Linked DNA regions of Sus scrofa: region 2 is linked to region 1. The links are chromatin contacts, called in public promoter capture Hi-C maps. All regions are on one chromosome and are shown on one strand. Each heading gives the region's core, a stretch centred on a gene start, on an enhancer-like site or on the middle of the called end of the contact. The rest is flanking DNA. Distances are from core to core; before and after follow the strand shown. Region 1 holds the start of NCAPH2 (non-SMC condensin II complex subunit H2). Region 2 holds the start of PIM3 (serine/threonine-protein kinase pim-3).

The links. Promoter capture Hi-C pulls out the DNA fragments that hold promoters and counts their contacts.
Region 2: a promoter capture Hi-C map of fetal liver shows a contact between it and region 1, with 3 times the contacts expected there. The contact joins the promoter of PIM3 here to the promoter of NCAPH2 in region 1. A contact is called at or near these places in 1 of 5 promoter capture datasets (fetal liver) and 1 of 2 datasets of contacts at active chromatin or transcription factors (alveolar macrophages).

Annotation. Positions count from the first base shown.
Region 1 is chr5:230,094-234,786 of Sscrofa11.1, reverse strand. NCAPH2 (non-SMC condensin II complex subunit H2) reads left to right here and starts at 1,296. Exons shown (of 20, transcript NM_001206363.1): 1 at 1,296-1,546; 2 at 4,308-4,409. The coding sequence starts at 1,439. LMF2 (lipase maturation factor 2) reads right to left here and starts at 1,124. Exons shown (of 14, transcript NM_001206379.1): 1 at 1,031-1,124; 2 at 278-531; 3 at 103-131. The coding sequence starts at 1,124.
Region 2 is chr5:678,103-682,966 of Sscrofa11.1, reverse strand. It overlaps PIM3 (serine/threonine-protein kinase pim-3), which reads left to right and starts at 2,277. Exons shown (of 6, transcript XM_021091349.1): 1 at 2,277-2,634; 2 at 2,724-2,833; 3 at 2,922-2,972; 4 at 3,057-3,426; 5 at 3,859-4,035; 6 at 4,127-4,864. The coding sequence starts at 2,550. The coding sequence ends at 4,317.

The sequences.
Region 1 (4,693 bases), core at 47-2,546:
TCTCCTCAGGGGGTGCCCCCAGGAGAGACAAACACACCCCACCCCACCCCATCCCATCCCAGGCAGCCAGTCTGCTGCAGCCCCACACCCATAGTCACTCACCACTGGAAATAAAGAAACACCTGGCCCACCTGCAAGGAGAAGGGCTGTCAGGGAGCAGGGGTGTGTGTCTACAAGGCAGGCCAGGCAGGGGCGGGGTAGGGGGTGAAAGGGCCTGAAGTGAGTTTGGTGATAAGGTTCCCAGGAGTGCAAGGGGGCAGCAGGCAGCTCCACTTACCTGGCAGACAGACAGGTAGGCGGCCCAGAGCAGCAGGTAGGTTAGGAGATGGCGCAGCTGGCTTAGCAGCAGTGCTCCCAGGGCTAGCAGGGTGCCTAGCAGACTCAGCAGCTCTAGGCCCTGCGCCGTGTCCAGCCCAAGACGTGGTGCCTCCCACAGCAGCGTTGGGGTCTCCCACAGCTGCTGCCAACGTCCCTTTCCCTGCGGCCGCAGCGTTCTCCGTGCAGGTAGGATGCCCTCAGGGCCGTACAGGCCTGTGGGAGGGCACGTCAGGGCCAGGCCCTGGACTCTGTCCTTCAAGGCTGGATTCCCCACCAGTCCAGGGCTGCAGATCTGCCTCCCCAGGTCAAGGCCAGCAGACGCTCCAGAACCCCCCACCCAGGTCAGGCCCCAGAAGGCCTACCCGACACCCAAGTCAGGACCTTCCACGTGGCAGACCCTATTTCCCACTCCTCCAGGTCAGTGTCTTTTCCCTAACCTGCCCGCCTTGTATGTCCCCCTCAGCCCCGCCGACTCAGACCTCCGCCCTGCGTCCCAGGTCAGAACCCAGACTCCTACTGAAAACGGACCACTGCACGCCTTCCCACCACCCACACTCCCGCGGCCCGCAGGACACAAACAGCAGCACCCCACGTAGCAAGGCCTGGACCTCACTCCTGCCCCCAGATAACCAAGTGTCTGGTGGGTAGATGAGAGGTCAAAGGACGCAGGGGGGGTCCCGCCCAGGGGGGGTCCCGCCCTCGGTGCCCTCACCCGGGATCTGCGTGTAGAGGGAAGCGAAGGCGAACATGAAGATGGCAGCCACGCCCTGGAGAAAGAGATGCCGAGGGAGCCGGGAGCCCGCCATGTCCGCTACGCGGCGGGCTGGACTGGAGCCCAGGGGTCCTCCCCGCCCCGCCAGTGGCGGCTGCAAGCCCCGCCCCTTCCCGCCCCACGCAGACAAGGCCCCGCCCCCACGCAGGCCCCACTTCTGGCGCGCCTTCAGACACTTCCGGCGCTCTTCGGCCATGCTACGTCATAGATGTGCGCACGTTGCCGCGCCCCTACGTAGTTTCCTGGGCGGGAACAGCAAAATGGCGCCAGAACTAGTGGCGGGCTGAGCATACTGGCTACTTTTAAGCCGGCCCTGCCGTCCCGGGGCGGACCCGTCCCCTCCCAGACATGGAGGACGTGGAGGCGCGCTTCGCCCACCTCCTGCAGCCCATCCGCGACCTCACCAAGAACTGGGAGGTGGACGTGGCGGCCCAGCTGGGCGAATATCTGGAGGAGGTGAGAGCGCCCCCGGGGAGTGAAGCGGGGCTGGGGCTGCCGGGCTGCCCCGCCGCCTCCTGGTGCGTGTCCATCCGGCACTCTGACTGCACTTGCCCTCAAGCTCGTTTCTTTTTTCCCAGCCCCATCTCTGCTCCTCCAAATTATCCTTTATTTGATTAGCCTGGAGCTGTCATAATTGGTCGCTACCTATTAGTGAGCCTTGAAATTGATTTAGTGGGTGTTGACCAGCATTTTTCTCTAATAGAGTAGAATAGCATTTGTGTTCACGTTTGGGTGTGTGAGAGATCGCGATCCGCGATGTAAGAAGGATTTCTTATGTTAGATTTTCAAACCAAGTTTCGAGCTGCTGCTGTGTTCCATCTTGTCAGCATTTTATTTTTTTTCCCTATACTTGACCACTGTGTCTAGATCTCATCAAGGAGCTGTCCGCTCCATTTCTGCCCTTCACTTTCACTCCTCAGCCCACTTGGACGGAGCTTTTGTCTTGATCAATAAAGACCTCCCTCCTACCAAATCCAAGGGTCACCAGAAGTGTCATCTTATTCACCTCAGCAGCATTTGTTGGGTTGACCATATCCTCTTTTTTAGAAGCAGGTTTTGGTGTTCTGATTTTCTTCTGGTTTCATTGCTACTCTTTCTCTTATCCAGTCTCAGTGTTGAATGCCTCAGGGGGTGGCCTGAGTCATCTTTTTACACGTTTCTCCTAAACCATCTCATTTATTTCCATGATTTTAAGTATCACTTGTATGAGAACAGCTCCTCGGTGTATTTATTCTCCTATTCCTGCCCCAATTTGTATTTCCATCCCAATCTTTTATCCGAATCTGTTTTATGTATCCAGCTGCTCAGCTTGACATTCCAGTTAGATGTCACACAGGCTTCTCAGATTTAATGTATTTAAAGGGGAGCTCTTTATTTTTCTGCTCAAATTCCAGCCTTCTTGATCTCTCTAGTGTCCGTTGTGGACCTGTCCAATATGAATTCTGGCTAAGGTATCCCCGTGGTGTTGAAGAAGGAGGTTGTAACTTGAGTTTGGGCTTCGATGGGAGGTCTGGCCTGGAGTGTGCATTTGGGAGTCGTTAGAAGGTGAATGAAGTGCGAGGTGCTGGGGTGGGTGGGGCAGCCTAGACTTGGAGAGTTTTCGGGAAGGGCCACCTCTGGCTCAGCCTGGGTGACCTAGCCACCCTCTCCTTCATATTCCCTCCATACATATGCCCAGGATGCGCGGCACTTGCTCAGATTGTTGTGCTCCTGTGTACTCTCCCTCCGCAACTGACCTCACAGACTCCCTCTGTCCTTCAGGAAATAGCAGAAGTGGTGCCTTGGTAGCTCCTCTGAGATGCGACCCCTTCTTAGTGCTGTCCTAGCGCCTGATGTCTTGCCTCAGTCCCCAGCAATGCTGTGCCCTGGCCCTGTTGCAGAATACTAGCTTTCCTAACTCGCTGAATCCTGTGTCCGCTCACGGATGCCCTTCCAGTCACCTACCTGGGGAGCGTCAGTCTCCAGGCTTAGCTCTGACATACCACCATGTTCGTCATTTACTAAACACCAGTGTCAGACACCATGCTGAAGGATGGAATTAGCCTCATGTTGCTCGCAGTCCATTGGAGGAGGGACTGAGTGTGACAAGATTACCCTAACAGGGCGGCGGGGCCCAAGGCACGTCCCAGGGAGACTGCGGAAGCACTCATCCTGGGCACGCTGAGGGTGGGCATTCCCGGCAGATGAAAGCAAAGGCAGAGAGCTTGTAAATCATGTGTGGGCTTCAAAGTGCTGTTTCCCCGAGAGGAGCCAGGAGAGGCCTGGTTGTAGGAAGGATCCTGAATTAAATATGGAGTTAAAGTTTGGGGGAGTTTGGATGTCTTGGTGGAGATAGCTAGTGGGCTGCTGTCAACACAGTTCTGCAGCTTAGTAGAGAGCTGGCCTAGATGGGTTTGAGGACTGTTGGCATATAGCTGGTGGACACAGATTTAAGAGGTGACAGGAGCTGCGCTTGGGAGAGGCTGGGGGTTGGGGGTTGCAGAGGAAGGAGGAAGACGTACTTGAGTGTTTGCTGAGTTTTCTGCTCAAAGGATTGAGACCCCCCAGTGTTTTTCACTGTCTTCCCTACCCCTTCTCTTGGTGTGGGGGTTTTCCTGCCGTAGTCTGTCTGCACCAGCCCCGGCTAGGATGGCTGCAGTGTGAGTACCTCCATGGAGGAGCTGGCATGTCACCCTGGCTCTTGTGGGTGATACACTCTAGGAGCCTCCCTCTTCCAAAGCACTAGGTTGCAGAGGTTACAGGAAGTAGGGGAGGAGTTCCCATTGTGGCTCAGTGGGTTAGGAACCTGACATAACGTCCGAGAGGATGCGGGTTAAGGATCTGGTGTTGCCCCAAGCTTCAGTGTATTGCAGATGCAGCCTGGATCCCAGGTGGCTGTGGCTGTGGCTGTGGCTGGCAGCTGCAGCTCCAATTTGACCCCTAGGCTGGGAACTTCCATATGCTGCAGGTGCAGCCCTAAAGAGACCGGGGGGGGGGGGGAAAAAAAAAAAAGAGAGAGAGAGGGAGTAGGGCACAGAGACCTTTCTTTCTCCTCCAAAAAATGAACAACCAGTAGTGAGCCCCAAGAAGAGTCAGCGCTGTCAGTCTGAGAGGCTGCTCATGGTGACCTGGCACCTCGGAAGAAGGTGGGATGGAAGAAGGTGGGATGGCAGGCAGGCTGCCCAGGAGAAGTATGCATAGACTCAGCCTCCCGCTGACCTGCTGTTGTGTTTTGCAGCTGGACCAGATCTGCATTTCTTTTGACGAAGGCAAAACCACAATGAACTTCATCGAGGCAGCGCTGTTGATCCAGGGCTCCGCCTGTGTCTACAGCAAGAAGGTGGGCTCTGCCTGGCTGCTGGTCTTGGGTCTTAGTGTTGTGTGGGGCCGAGGGCTGCTGTCCTGGGCAGGCTGCCCCTGTCTCTGACCTGCCTCATCAGCGCCCCCCACCTCCTCCCCCAATTCCTTACCACCTCGTGAGGCCAGAGAACAAAGTCGGATTTAAAATTGCTCAACAGTAAGTGTTGCTGCTAATCATCCAGCTGTGCGTAGGAGAGCCTCCTGCAACGAAGAACCATCCAGATCAAAATGTCAGTAGTCCCAGAGTTGAGAAACCCTGTTACA
Region 2 (4,864 bases), core at 1,028-3,527, 450 kb before region 1:
TGTGAACTATGGTGTAGGTCGCAGTCGCGGCTCAGACCTGGTGTTATGGCTGTGGTGTAGGCTGGCGGCCACAACTCTGATTCAATCCCTAGCCTGGGAATCTCCATGTGCCGCAGGGGCAGCCCTAAAAACACACACACCAAAAAACAAAAAAAAAAAAAAAAAAAAAGGAGATGAAGCCTGAGTCAAACTCCAGCTCCAGAAAGTGCCTGCCTCCTGCTCTGCCTTCCACCCCCAGACCAGTCAGGGAACCCCTCCCCACTCCCAGAGCCTTCCAAAGGCTTCCGCAGTCAGTTAGCCCACCTCCAGAATGGGGGGGGGGGGGGCTGGCTCCTTTTTGAAGGATGAGAAGTTGTTCTGAGTTTGGCGAGACTCGGGGTCTTCAGATCAAGGCTCCGGAGCTGGGAGATGTGCAGGGGGTGGCCCTCCTGCCGGGGATGCTGGCCTTCTAAGGCCAAGGAGCTGCTGGGCACACTGAGCAGGGCACCTGAGAACTGGCCTGGAGGTTCACACAGGGGACCTGGGGGCCCACAAGGGAGGCCACTGGGGACTTTAGTCCCTGTCGCCTGAGTTGCAACTGCCCTGAGAACCACATCTTGAGACCTAGACCCAGAATCCTCTAGCTCTCCCAGCCTCCCAGCCCCAGGACAGGCTGCAGGTCCAGGAGCCTGTAACAACTTGACCCAGGAGGAAGGCGCTGAGGACCACCATCGGGGCCTCCGGAACAACCCACAAGAAGACAGCAATCCCTGCATCCCACTGCCGCACTCTCAGATCCGAACCCCTGAGGAGCCCTGGTCCTGCCTTCATGGGTCCGTGTTGCGGGAGGGTGGTGTCAGAGCCTCAGTAAGATAGGAACCTAGGAGCTGTACCGGTGGAGGGTCCGCTCTTGGTTCTGGGACAGGGATGGGGGCAGTGAAGGGGTGTGACCTGGGGTGGGGAAAGCTGGGTGTGCTCAGGGAGCCTGCAGGCCGGCTGAGGCCCCTGAGGCAGGTGAGCACACGTGCTTGGGAGTCACACCTGAAGGCAATCTCAGATGGGCTCAGGGACATGGGACTGATGTGGTTGCCATGGTTAGACCCCAGCCTGGCCTGAGCCCTTGCGAGGCCAGAAGAGTCAGTTCTTTTGCTTCTTGGCTCCCTCAACCCCGAGCCCTTTCTGGATGGCTGTGGGAGGCAGTGGACCTCCTGGCCTCAGCCACTGGGGCTGGCAGACAGCTGTTCACACCTGGGCTGCTCAGGCCCCGGACCTTGGGCTGAGGTCGGCAACCCGCGAGGCTGGAGGAATCTGTACAGTACAGAAGGCAGAGGAAAGGCTCAGGTCCAGCCCAGGGCCATGAAGGCCTGCGACTGGCCAGGGCCGTGACAGTGGCTGTCAAGGTAGCCTCCCTGGTAGAGTCGGACATCGCCTGGGCCTGGACGGCAGTCAAGTGGGTGGAGAGCAGGGGATGGCGCTCCAGGAGGACACCAGGGGCAAAGGTTCTAGGGAGGGAGGAGTGGTCAGAGAAGGCCCTCGGGATGCGGCTCTGAGGTCAAGCCCGGGTAAGAATGGTGGGCTGGGGTCGACAGGGTGGAGAGGGTTCCCCAGGTGGGGTCGGCGCCCGCCGCGCCGGCCCATCCGCATGGCCGGGTGCGCGGATTGCCGGGCTGGCACGGGCATATCCCTGGGCGGCGGGGAGAGCCTCCCGCACCCAGCGGTTCCTTTGGTCCCCGCCGCCGAGTTCGCAGCTGAGCAGCCAGCGCCAGGTGGGTGCAGCGGGTGACCTTCCCGGTCCGGTCTGGGGCGGAGCCGACAAGGTTCGGTCCCGCCTCCGCGCCGCCATTGGCTGGGCCCCGTGCCCTTTGCGAACGCCGGCTCCTATTGGCTCCCGGGGCTCCGCCCCGCACTCGAGAGCCGCGGCCCGCGCGGGAGCTGCGCGTGCGCGCGTGCGCGCGCCACGTGTGTGAGAGCGCCCGCGCCACGGCCCGCACGGGAGCGCGCGCGCGTGTGTGCGTGCGTTAGAACGCGGAGGAGTAGTGACGCGCCACGCCGCGCCGTGCGCCTCCGCGGCTCCGCTCCCTCCAGCTAGTCCCAGCAGCTCGCCGCGACCCCTGCTTGCCAGCCCCCGCCCACCCGGGAAAGCGCGCCGGCCGCGTCTGGCCGTCGCCTTGGCAGCATCGCGAGTTCCAGGGGCAACCCCTGCCGCGCGGCCCCGCCGGAAGGGGGCGGGGTCCCCGCTCGCCCCGCCCTCCCGCGGAGGGATACGCGCCGCTGCGGCCCAAAACCCCGAGCGAGGCGGCTGGGGCGTGTGAACGGCTCGGCCTGCTGCGTGTTGTCGCGGTCCCCACGGGGCTCGGTCGGGCACTGAGCCGCGCGGACGGCCTCGCCCGAGCGGGCCCGCGCTCCGAGGCCGGCGCTTCGGCGCACCCATCCGCTGTCCGGATCCGGGCACAGCGCGGCCCGAGCAGGCCGTCCTCCCACGTCCGCCGCGGCGCGGGGAGCCGAGCCGAGCCGAGCGAGAGGAGGCGCGGAGGCCGGGGCTGGGGGCCCGCGCCCCGCCGCCGCCCGCGATGCTGCTCTCCAAGTTCGGCTCCCTGGCGCACCTGTGCGGACCAGGCGGCGTGGACCATCTCCCCGTGAAGATCCTGCAGCCAGGTAGGCGGGGCCCGGGGGTCTGGAGACGCACTGGGGTCGAGGGTCCCGGGTCCTGGGTCGTACCAACGCCGCCCGCTCGTTCTCCACAGCCAAGGCGGATAAGGAAAGCTTCGAGAAAGTGTACCAGGTGGGCGCCGTGCTGGGCAGCGGCGGCTTTGGCACCGTCTACGCGGGCAGCCGCATCGCCGACGGGCTCCCGGTGAGTCGGGCCTCCGGGCACCCGGGATTCTCGGCCCGCGCGTCTCGTTGCGTCCTCCCGGCCTGACCAACTGGTTCCCTACCCCCAGGTGGCCGTGAAGCACGTGGTGAAGGAGCGGGTGACCGAGTGGGGCAGCATCGTAAGTGCTGGCGGGGGTGCCGGGTGGAGCGGGGGCGCCGGACGCGGGCGCCGGGCGGAACCCGCTGACCGCCGTCTCCCTCAGGCCGGCGCGGCTGTGCCCCTGGAGGTGGTGTTGCTGCGCAAGGTGGGCGCGGCCGGCGGCGCGCGCGGGGTCATCCGCCTGCTGGACTGGTTCGAGCGGCCTGACGGCTTCCTGCTGGTACTCGAGCGACCTGAACCGGCGCAGGACCTTTTCGACTTCATCACGGAGCGCGGCGCGCTCGACGAGGCCCTGGCGCGCCGCTTCTTCGCGCAGGTGCTGGCCGCCGTGCGCCACTGCCACAGCTGCGGGGTCGTGCACCGCGACATCAAGGACGAGAACCTGCTGGTGGACCTGCGTTCGGGCGAGCTCAAGCTCATCGACTTCGGTTCGGGCGCGCTGCTCCGCGACACGGTCTACACCGACTTCGACGGTGAGCGCCCACCCCGCGTGGCGGGCCGAGCGGCTGGCGACTGTTGGGGCCGCGCGCGCGTGCCGCGCCGCGCCGGCTCCCTCGCGTGCGGGCCAGAGTGGGGCCTGGGGCCGTTGGGGGCGCGGGCGGAGCACTGGGCCGCCGCCGCGCAGAAATCCCCGCATTGCGGAGCCGGGTCCGCCGGGGCTCCCCGCCCCTCCCCCCGCGTCTCCTCGGCTCACATCTGTTTGTTGTGAAACCCGAGCCCGAGCCCATGTGACCGCCTCCCGCGCGGGGCCAGCTGGGGGGCGGGGCGCCGGGAGGCCACGCCCGCCGGGGTTTTTCCAGGGCGGAGAGCGGGCGCGGGGGCCGGGTGTCGCGGGGGCCCGCCAGCCTCCTGGGGCGCCGTCCCGGAGGGGGGGGGCACCGTGCTGACTCCTGCGTGTCCTTCAGGCACCCGCGTGTACAGCCCTCCCGAGTGGATCCGCTACCACCGCTACCACGGGCGCTCGGCCACCGTGTGGTCGCTGGGCGTGCTGCTCTATGACATGGTGTGCGGGGACATTCCCTTTGAGCAGGACGAGGAGATTCTCCGGGGCCGCGTCTTCTTCCGCAGGAGGGTCTCCCCAGGTGCGTGGAGAGGCTGGGCCCGCGGGGCGCAGGGGCACCGGAGGCTCGGCCCCAGCTTCGCCCTGATGGTCTCCCCGCCCCTTCTCCGCAGAGTGCCAGCAGCTCATTCAGTGGTGTCTGTCCCTGCGGCCCTCGGAGCGGCCCTCGCTGGACCAGATCTCTGCCCACCCCTGGATGCTGGGGGCAGAGGAGGAGGGCACCCCAGAGAGCCGTGACCTGCGGCTCTGCGCCCTGGACACCGACGACGGCGCCAGCACCACCTCCAGCAGCGAGAGCTTGTGAGGAGGGGGCCGGCACCTGGCTCGTGCGAGCCCGAGGGATCCCTGCCCTCGCGGGCCCTGCCGTGGAGTCCCTCTGCCTGAGCTCTCTGCTCCTTGCGAAAGCAGCGATCTCTGACCCCTGGTGACCTTTGCCTTTGGCACCGGCCGGTTCCTTTGCTTTGAGTGCCTTTTCGAACGCTGCTCTCACGGGACTTGGTTTTCTCAAGCTCTGTGCGTCCAATAACACTCGGGTCCAAGCCAGGTCCCGCCTGCCCAGGGCCGGTCCTTGACCCCAGACCGTCCCTCTCCCGTGCTGCTCCGGCGGCGCCTCCGCGTCTGCCGTGCTGGACCAGGAGCGCCCCCGCGTCCCGTGGCCTCATCTCACCGGGCACAGGCCCCTCGTGCCCCCGCCCCACCCGCGTGTGTCGGTGTTGGTCGGGCACGTCTGCACAAGCACTGCGACGTCCCGGCCTCCGCTGCCCGCCTGCCCGACGCGCGTGCGCGTACAGACGTCTTATTTATGATGTGACCCCGCAGAGGGCTATTTATTGTTTAATTTATTTGTCGAG